2 separate regions of the Anas platyrhynchos genome follow, and region 1 is linked to region 2. The links are chromatin contacts, called in public Hi-C maps. All regions are on one chromosome and are shown on one strand. Each heading gives the region's core, a stretch centred on a gene start, on an enhancer-like site or on the middle of the called end of the contact. The rest is flanking DNA. Distances are from core to core; before and after follow the strand shown. Region 1 holds the start of PPIL2 (peptidylprolyl isomerase like 2). Region 2 overlaps PPM1F (protein phosphatase, Mg2+/Mn2+ dependent 1F).

The links. A called contact is a pair of places that touch in the nucleus more often than the background predicts.
Region 1: a contact with region 2 is called in a Hi-C map of skeletal muscle, with 2.2 times the contacts expected there. The contact joins the promoter of PPIL2 here to the enhancer-like site in region 2. A contact is called at or near these places in 3 of 8 Hi-C or Micro-C datasets (liver, skeletal muscle and subcutaneous adipose tissue).

What each region holds. Positions count from the first base shown.
Region 1 is chr16:10,278,354-10,283,534 of IASCAAS_PekinDuck_T2T, reverse strand. It overlaps PPIL2 (peptidylprolyl isomerase like 2), which reads left to right and starts at 1,334. Exons shown (of 20, transcript XM_027469628.3): 1 at 1,334-1,698; 2 at 1,791-1,840; 3 at 2,588-2,633; 4 at 3,521-3,583; 5 at 3,756-3,807. The coding sequence starts at 1,667. It overlaps HIRA (histone cell cycle regulator), which reads left to right. Exons shown (of 24, transcript XM_027469625.3): 24 at 1-250.
Region 2 is chr16:10,102,031-10,107,235 of IASCAAS_PekinDuck_T2T, reverse strand. It overlaps PPM1F (protein phosphatase, Mg2+/Mn2+ dependent 1F), which reads right to left. Exons shown (of 8, transcript XM_072024262.1): 8 at 3,271-3,352. The coding sequence ends at 3,284. Among named protein-coding and RNA genes, the nearest start is that of MAPK1, 10 kb to the left of the region's middle. Within about 2 kb of position 2,530, at least 1 of the 8 cell types and tissues checked has an H3K27ac peak or open chromatin away from gene starts, as enhancers often do. A contact at or near this core is called in subcutaneous adipose tissue, where this site is marked.

The sequences.
Region 1 (5,181 bases), core at 85-2,584, 180 kb before region 2:
AATATGGAATTTTATTTGGCCAGTAATCAGGCTATCTCTACAAAGTCATCTTGTAGGAAATCTAACTCTAATATTACAAAAGCTATGTTTCAAAATAATTTACCAAATTAACATGTCATCATCTGGTTTTTAATTTTTAAATGTTTGTAAAAGGCATTTTTGGGGAGGGGGAGGGATACAATGGGATGGCTCTTTTTGTAAGTACAAAAATAAATGAACACCGCATTGGTTTAAAAAATGAAAAAACAAACATGGTCTTGAATTTTATATTTATATTACAAACGGCATCTCCAGAAACGTCAACACAAGCTGAATCATGTTAACGTCTCTAGAAATACATAATACTGTCTGGGTGATCTTTACTCTAAGAGCAGGATCAGACAAGTATTTGTAGTCACCTGAGAGCAGCTACATCCTAAAGCCACATCTCCTCTGAAGGGGCAGGAGCTATGTGGGGAGTACTCATTATTTTAGGCAACCCAAAGTAAAAAGGGCTCCCTTAACCACTGCTGAAAGCAGTGACAAACTTCATCCAGTTATGGCAATGTTGTTTGTGTGGCATTCCATAATAACAAAATGGTGTTGGTGCCCTGCCAGCAGTTCACTTGTGGAGTGGTTTTTGAATTGCACTGAAACCAAATCAGTCAACTTGTTTTCTTCACTGAAGTATGCTTGGTGCTGGGAAGGAAGCAAGTGTATGGCTTCAGTTATTGCCAGGGCCCAACTATTTAGGTGTGTCCCAGTTTACTGCCTTAGTTGGGGTGTTTCTGAGTAAGAAAATTATTATTGAAGTCAGTGTTTGTATTTAAAAATTACCCCTCTGTTACAGGGGTGTAGTGCATGCCATGTACAGCAACTTCTAGCAGAAACAGTCGATCTCTCACCCTTGTGAGGAATGCCAGGCAGCAGTGGCGAGGAATAGCTGCACTGCTGTGGATTTTGGCTGCTGAGGGCTGTGTTCTGGTGGGTGTCTGCAGCCACATGGCGGGCTGGACCCGAGGAGGGAGAGATGTGCTCCTTGGGGCAACACAACCGTCCAGCTAGGGAGAGCTGCCCCAGTTTCCTTGACCTCTGCTCCCAGCAGTTCAATATACCATGACAGAAAAACATGGTGGTAGCATGGCCTTAAGCTACGTTTTATCCATTTTCAACTCCATGCTTCCGAGCTGTGCCTTTTTGGAAAGGAGGCCTGTGCAGCTGCAGAAACAAATCGGCTCTCCCAGTCCATTTGGACACTTTGAACTGGAATCACTTCGGGGGAGGGGCGGGACGACACTCGAGTCTGATCTGGACCAGCTGAACGCACCATTTCTTTTTTTTTACTTTCTACTTTTTCTGTGGAAGCGGCCACCAGGCCGCCTGACGAGCGGGAGCTGCCCTCCCTCAGCCCCTCACGCCTTCAGCCGTGCCCGAGGCCCGGCGTTGCCGAGCGGGTGGCGCCGCGCCCCTGAGCTGAGGGGCCCCGGCAGGGCCCGCGGCCGCCCCCCGGCTCCCCTCAGCCGCCCCCCGAGGCTCTCCCTCTCCGCCGCCTCCTGAGGGCCGGCCCCGGAACGCCGCTCGCCGCCCGCGTTTCCCGGCGGGGCCCTTCGGAGCCGCACCCGCCCCGGAAAAGCTCCGCGGCCTCAGCCGTGCGGGTGCCGGCGGCGGTCGGGGCCGAGCCGCAGCCATGGGGAAGCGGCAGCACCAGAAGGACAAGATGTGAGCGGGGCGGCGGGGAGGGGGGCGGCCGGGGGGCGCGGGGGGGTGGCCGTGTGGCTGTGTGCCGTGTGGTGACCCCGCTCTGCCCGCAGGTACATCACCTGCGCCGAGTACACGCAGTTCTACGGCGGCAAGAAGGCAGGTGAGTGCCTCCTCCCCGCGGCCCTGCCCCGGGTCTGCTGCTGCGCCTCGCTCCCCGCCGGGGCTGGGGCTGGGGCTGCCCTCCTCAGGCACCCCCGGGCTGCTCTCCGTCTCCTTTGGCCTTGTCTCCACGCTTGCACTCAAATTTCCAGTCTCCTCTCTGCTGGAGCTCCGCAGACTTCCTTCTCTAAACTCTCTGTCCCTTGCTTTGCTTGAGCAGCGGTGCGAGGGCTCTGGCACGGGGTCACGTCGCTCAGGGTGGCCGGTGAAAGGAGCTCCTCGAGCACAGCTCCTACAGGCTGCAGGGATGTCTGAGCGCTCCCTGGGTTGGCTTTGGAACTGCTGAGCCTTGTAACTGCGGGTCCAAAAATTGGTGACACTGATGAGCATGAAAAATGCTGAAATTGGAGGTGTGACGTCCAGATGAACTCTCCTTGCCCTCAGCAAGTTCTGCATCTACCGGTAGGGCAGAGCATGAAGGCACTTACAAATTAATCATCTCATTTAAATGCAGTGCTGTCAGTCTGTCGGATCTCTGCTCGTTTTATTCTGATTGTTATTTCCGTTGAGGAGCGTATTTGTGCTCTACAGTAGGAATCTGATTTTAGTTATGGGTTTGCAGAGCTTACTGTGTTTATTCTTGTCATTGGTAAATTGCTACCACACAGATTGCGCAATGTAACTTCAAATGTTTCTTTGTTACCTGGCATACTTTGTATTAATCCTGTGCTTTGTTTCTCATAAACAGACCATCCACGAACTAATTTCAGACGTATATCATTTGATCACTGCAGGTAAAGCAATAAAATTACATTATCGTTATTAAATGACCTGTCTCTTCATCTGAGCTATTGCTGAAGCTGTGTTCTTCCAAGGTACTTTCATTGACTTGTGTCTGCTATGATAGCAATGCAACAAGAAAATTTCAATAAGAACTGAAACAATATCAGTATTTCCCATCCTTAGTGTCTGCTGAGATTGAATTTGATGGCTAAAAGTGATAAAATAATTCTGAACAGTTACCATGCTTGTTCCAATCTTAGAAATCTGTGTAATTGGGACTTGAATCAATTTTTTTCCTGCTTAGAATATGGTTGGACAGTTATTTGTATCTCAGAGGCAGTGATTAGATAGACTGAAAGGATATTTATCCTATTTTTGTGTTTAGTTTCATTCTTGAAGTCCTAGAATGATGGGAGTTAGTAGAGGTGGGTTAGATATTGTCTAGTAAATCAAATAGTTCCAGAAGGTTCCATCCCCACCTACTTACTACTGCTGCTTGGCTAAAAGCTGAAGGAATTATGGAAACATCCCTAACAAGAGATACCGAATGTAATTGCCAATTACTCCCTAGCCTGTTTAGTACAAAGACAGCGTGTCTGCTTGGACCATCTTGTGTGCGGGTAGAACCTGCTGGGGCAACAGAAGCAGCTTCAGGAGTATCACAGCATCTACACCTGTGGTTGTATGGCAGTGGGTGCTGAACTGCATCAGTTCCTTTCAGAGATCTTGTTTTTAACCTAATTTATGTAGAATATCATGTAGTGAGTATTGGCAGCCACTCAGTATTTTCGCTGGTATAGGCCTTCCTTTAATATGCAAGTGATTCAGCTAAATGTTATTTGCTTCTGTCATCATGATTTCCAGCTGATTTTGCTAAAAACATGTACTTTTTTTCTAGTTTGTCTCTGCAGCCATTTGAATATCCAGTTTGCACACCAGATGGGACAGTCTTTGACATACTGTAAGTTACTGTCTGTACTTAGCTTTATTTTTGTGTTGCTGAACTGCTTGGTTACAGCTGTGTACTCATCATTTGATCTTAGCAAGTCGGTAGAAATAATCTTGGCTATTAAAAAATAATAGAGGTTGCCATTGTTGCTTGAATCTTATTACTTTCTTCCTTCTCTTTTCAGGAGCATTGTTCCTTGGATAAAGAAATATGGAACCAACCCTATCACAGGAGAAGTAAGTAATGAGGGTTGTATTCATATGCTGTGTTGGCTTTCATTGTGTTCGGTTTTGTATTTAATGTGTGGGAGTTAAAAATGCTTTAGTGAAAGTAAAACAAGTTGAATGGTAGTACTGTTATAAAGTATGGTATTTCTGACATCAAGTTTGTAAAATTAAAGCACAGACTTACAAGGGATTTCTTTTTAGGAAAAAAAAAGGTAAAAAAAAAAAAGTTGGGGGCGTTTCTGGATTTGAGATCTGGTGTTCTCTTATTGTCATCCTGCTAATGATCTCTATAGTAGAAAATAATCACACTCTGACTGTTTGCAGAAGAAAGAGAAGAACATTATATTTTCTTCTTTTCCACAGTAAAAGAAGATGTAAACCACATTGTGGAGGAAATGGGCAATTCATTTATACAAACTCCCCACCACCACTCCCTCCCTTTTTTCTTTTTTTTTTTTTTTTAATGTTTTTGCTTATCTTATGTTTATGGCATAATTTAAGTCTTTCTAGTTGGAACTCCTAACTCTTTTGTTATTGCTAGCGATGCCCAGAAAGCCTAGCTGGCTGGTGATGAGGAAGGGTCAGTACTGCTGCCTTGTATAAGGTGAATTCCAGTCCACAGGGCAAGATGCTGACTAGCTCTCTTCTCCATCTGTACTAAAACTTGCAGTGGTGTTTCCTAACCAAGTGGATATTTGGTTCCATGCGGGTTAAAGAGATTAATATTAGTGCTAATGAATGATAACTTAATGTGCAAAATCTTTTGAATTATCTTGACGATTTATTTCAGTAAGTTTCTGTCCTGGCTCTGTCATGATAGTTAACTGTAAGACTGGGATTTCACACTGTACCCAGGGCTTTACTGTTTTCTTCCCTTTTTCCACTTAAGCACTAATTATGAAGGAATACTTTCTGTAATAGCGTGAAGTTCTAGAGCACCAGATGCATACAAAATACTGGATTTTTTTTTTTTTTTTGTGGTGGGTTAAAAGACTATTATTTTTTTTTTCTGAGAACGTATATTTTAAACAAAAATTGTTGCTTGATTTACTGAAACTTTTTTCTTCAGTAAGTGCAGTTACTCTCCTGAGCATTTGGTGGCAGCCATTGCACAGAATTTCTGGTTGGTTTACAGATTGTTTTGTGGTATGAGGTTACCTTTGAAACATCTTGTATTTGATTAAAGATTTTCGCAGCAGACAGATATGAGGAGGAGCTAAATACAGATGCTGCATTCCAAAATCCAAACGTGAACAGACTGTCTGAGACTGAATATCATCAGTTATAGCAAACTGCAGGTGTGCTTGCATGATGGAGAGATGATTGAAGGTCTTTCTTTACACATGAAGAGGCCAATATGTGATGTTTAAAGGGAATGGAATT
Region 2 (5,205 bases), core at 1,281-3,780:
TTTACTGCCGCTTGTCTCAAATAATAAAAATGCAGCAGCTGTCCTCTTATCAAATCTCAATTTGGAGAAATGTATACCTAAATAATGGAAATAAACAGGACTCCCCCTTCCAGGCCTGCTACCTGGATACACGAGAAAAACCCTTCGAGAGCTGGATAAGCAAGATGGGACCATTGCCCCATATTCCAGCATTTTCTCAGTGCTTGTTGCAGCAGCATTCTGCAGTCATTCTGAACACGTCCTGTTTCCTTCTTGGTTCCTCTTCCACTACTCATACCCATGACAACACCCTCCTGGGCTCCTGCAGCAGGTCATTCCCTTCTCTGCTGTGTGGCCTGGCACTGCTGGATTACCTCCCTTCACCTGTCCAGGCGTCTTTCCTTGGACTTTTTTCATGGACTTTTCTTGGACTTTTTTTTTCATGGACTTTTGATCAGTCCATGCTCATTTCATGCCGTTTTCAGTGAGGCACCACCTAGGAGATGAAGTGGGAAGTTAGGTGTAGGGTAGCAGCAAGGCATCCTCCAGAACACCCCACACCTGCAGCAAAAATCTGACATCCATGCTTCTCCCACTCATTGCAGTTCCAGTTTTGCTTCTCACAGTGTCTAACCCTCCTTCCCTCCTGGGCTGGAACTTCACTAATTTTTGCTGAATTCATTTTCTTACCATTTATTGAGCTGCATAAACTCAAAGGGTCCAGACAAGCACCAGACCTGTATAAAGAAAGCAGCAAGGCTGGGAGCAGAACTGCCCTTTTTGATACCAGCAATTCATTAGATCTGGCTCAGCTGCCATGTGATATCACTCTGTCAGTCTAGTTTTGTCTGCAGAACAGGGAGATTTGGCTACACTGCTGGAAAGCCTTCAGACACCTCTGTTACCTTTGCCATCCTTTGCTGCCCTTTTGTCCTTTCTGGTCAAAATGCAGGAAACAGTGATCATGAGAGCAGTTTTAAAGTGCCTTTCTTGCTACCTCCTTTCCATTCATTATCTTCCTCTCCTGTTTCTGCCTTTTACTCCTTCCAAAATCTTTCTGCTGCAGCTACTGACATCTAGAAATGTACTCCCAATCCAGGACCTTTTTGCCTGCATGCACACTCACAAGCCAGATAGATAAATGCAGGCCTTCTTTCTCAGAACAAGCATTTAAAAAAAAAAAAAAGTATTACACAATCCACAAGACATGCGCATTACTCACCAAAACAATCATGGGTATCCAATTTCTGCAGCCCTGCCTCTCGGTGATTGTTTCTTTCCAATATCATACCAATGTATCAAAGCCAGTACCCAATAACAATTACCTGTGTATAAAGCCAAAGCTGATGGAGTGGGTTTTTTGTATAGCTATATACAAATAAGCAATAATGATCAGAGGCAGTCCTACTGTGAAGGACAGAGGTATCTTGGTGTGTTTATCTTGTGATGTGCTATGATCATTTATACTGTTGAATTAAGAAAAACAACAAGCTGTGAGCTTTCCAAATGGAATCCATTGCTAACTGTCATTCATTGCTCCGTTCTTATTCCACATGCATTAGGAAGTGCACATTATCTTATAAATCAAGACATATGAAACAAATAAATGCCTTTATATTGTAAGAAAAAAACCCTTTCTAGAAATACTGTAGAAACATTCACATCCCCTATTTCTGTCTTTTATAAAAGGCTGGCTGTGTCTTATTATCAAGTAAAAAGTAAACAAACGTAATTTCATCAGTTCTGTCTTTCGTTGATTTGCATCAGCAAGAATAAAAGACAAAGGCAGAATGGAAAACAGCAGCTTTGTACTAAAAGTTTGAATGCACAAAATACTTCTTTCTCCAGCTGTCAAACATTAAAAAACGCTATGCATACCAGTAATAATAAAAGTGTCAAACAATCAACCACAATGGGAATCACAATGCTTCATTAAAAGCTCTAAAGCAGAGTAGAAAAGCTTCCAGCCATTTGTTAAACAGAACTAAATGCTAAGATACTTTCAAAAGCATCAGAATATGCTTTCATCTAGTCTCGTTAGCCAGATAAATATCTTGTTGCTTCGTTCAGTCTGGTCTTGGAGCTTGCACCAATTCAGCAGCAACAGCTGTACATGGCGCTTGCTCTCCTGAGACTGGGGCATCTCTCCGTAAAACAGACAAAGTTAATGTCCCTTCCAGTGATCAGGCCTTCACTCCACGTGGTGCAGGGATATAATCAGTAATTTTGTATTTACATACGTAATTAGGTAGTATTTGGAGAACCTAACCTATTTGTTCAGCTGACAGGCGATGTTGTGATAAGGAATTTCAGCAGACAGGATATTTATAGACCCTTTATCTCTATGTACAATCAGAACTAAAATGTCAAACAATACCCTGAATGAAGGGTTGTTTCAGTTCAACTTTTCTCCATTGTTACTTTTCCCTTTTTTTTCCTCCCTGTCTGGTTACTGCTTAAAACTTGGCAGGGAGAGGAAAAAAAGGGAATGTGACTCACACTGACAACTTCATTTGCTGTAAGAGACCTCAGTAATTGCTCTAACCCACTTACAGGAAAGCTACCCCTCCTCTTTTTCTCTTCCTCCACCCTTAGATAGACACAGGCCATATTTGTAACACGAGCAGCCTCGCTGATCTCAGAGGTCACGCTATCACTTATAAAGTAGCCAGGCCTCTTTTCTTTTCACTTTTCTTGATCTGGATTCAAGTTAACCCATCACAAGAACTAAAAGCCGCTTCAGTTTAAGGGGCAGCTTCCTGCCACGGATTTCTCATGAACCTAATAACCAGGGTTTCCGAAGGATTCGCAGCTCAAACACAGCAGGGTTCAAGTGGCTGCTCCCATGACGTGCACCAGTCTGGCAGCCAGTGCCACAGCTTCAGCATAAAGCTCCTGGCGAGCCAAACAATTGTTGTCTTTTCCTTTTTGTATGGGCTGGGGGGCAGGGGGCAGCGAATAGGAACAGAAGAATCAGCACAGATGCCTATGCAGCACTCTACCAAAATATATTTTCATTTTTAATTACATAATCAACATAATGAGAGTGGCATTCGTAGTGAGGGGGCGGAACAGATGGCAAAGACTTAGTTTTCAGCAAGACATTAATTAACAACAACTCTGGTTTCTGCTAGAAAAGGGGTGTAGTTCTGCTCTAGCAGGGTTAAGATGGGTGCTTACTACATAGAACTAAACTTAGTTTCCAAACACAGAACAATGATTTCCCCCCTCCCCCCCCCCCATATCCCCGTTGAAATGTTCAGGATGCTCTAAAACACAGCAACATCCTACCTGCAAGGTATTATTAGAACCCAGCACAAGTCTGCGTCCTAACAGCAGTTTGGGATTCTCCTTGCAAATGCTTTTGAGTGCTCTGTGGACATATACATAAAAAAAAAAAAAAAAAAAAAAAAAAAAAAAAAAAAAAAAGAGAGAGGGAGGAGGAATTAATATGATTGAGAGAGCTTTGTGCAACTTAACATTCAGGTGAGGTTTGTAACATACAGCAGCTTCATAGTGATATTATTAAAGCTTCCTTAGATGCTCTATGGGAAGTTCTCCTTTTTCCCGTTCCACACGTTCAACTTAACATCTTCAGCATACTGATGCAGCTGAGTTGGAAAGAGCTATCCCAAGGGGGACTGAAGCAGAAAGTAGCTTAGAAAGACATTTATTAAAACCACAGGCAGAGAATACATCACCCAGACACAATGAATAGGGAAATAACACATGCAGCCGAAAAGTCTAGCCTCTATTTTTCTGTCTGATGAGACAACTGGAGAGCCAAGCACACTGAGCAGCCCGCAGATCCCCAGCTCTCCCCTCCCTGTGCTGCCAGGTGACACGAGATCACAGAATCACAGAATCACAGAATTTCTAGGTTGGAAGAGACCTCAAGATTGCTTTTTCCTGCTTTGCATTCCCCATCGCAGGCTCTCTGGAGTCACACGCCCAGGTCCTGCAGAGGCCTGTGGGCCACATTCCTCTGGGGATTACAGCCATCCCCAGCAGGAGAGAGGGAAGAGAGATGCAGGCCAAAAGGGATGGGCAAGCAGCAAGGAGGGAGGAGCTGGGGGGTAAGGAACCATGCTGTGGAGATCAAGATGAGCACAGGCCAGGAGCTGGAAGCTGTGCTACAGGACAGGGAGAGAGGAAGCAGTCATACACTGTGATAACGTTATACAGAATAAGGCAGCAGGACATCTAGATTCATCCGCTGTAGAACTTGGAAATGAACCCATTATTCCCACATCTCAACACTCATCCCTGTGCTGCCAGCAAATATCTTAACAGCTGACAAGAAACATCTCTGCCCATTCTAGTGACACGTACATTTAGAAAGGATGCTTTTCCATTACTCCTACTTACTCTGTGCAGGCAGTAGAGTTGTAGGTCTGTGCTGTAAGCTCAAAATCACACCCCTACCCATTACCCAGGGGGAGTGAATGATATGATTGCAGATGATTTTTTTTCTCTTTTAATGTGCATGCTAAAAACATAGTGGGGCTGAGTTAAAAATTACATTAAAAGAATATTGCAGTTATAATGTCAAACACGAAAATATATGTCTGAACTAAGAATACCTGTTCCACCTTCCAGCACCTACTTTTATTCAAAATATCAGCTCAGGCTCCCACACCATACTGCTATCAGCCACAAGAAAGCGCATCCTTACGTTGCTATACTGAGCAGAACTAACCTGCAGAATTGTACGTGACTTGGCCTCCACCAGTTCACGTTGTGTTAACCCAAAAATGGGCCACAGACAGGAACTCAGCTTCTTGCATACATCTGATGGCAGGCAGAGATTCTTCGCAGGATGATTTTTTAGAAGTGCCATATATCAGCAGAACTGTGCTTAAGAAGCGCAAAGTAGTGGAAAGGAAAGAATACAGAAAAGTATTTTCTGCTTAGCATGTCCTCATTCTGCAGGGCTTAAGAGGGAGATGAGAGAATCAACAGAACAGCATTTGTACTTACAGCTACTCTACCAGGGAGGGGAGAAGGGTGACTAAAAACCCTTTGCAGATACTACCTTTAAAAATAAAATAAAATCAGTGCAACAAGAAGTTAACTCTTCAAGCAAAAACTACCAGCAGATGCACAGACAAGCACTGACTTCAGTGGAGCTGCAAGGCTGAATTTGGCTTGAATTCTGTGAAGTACTTTCAAAGCAGGAGCATACTGCATACAAATGAGCGTTAAATAATTCGCATCATTAAGAGA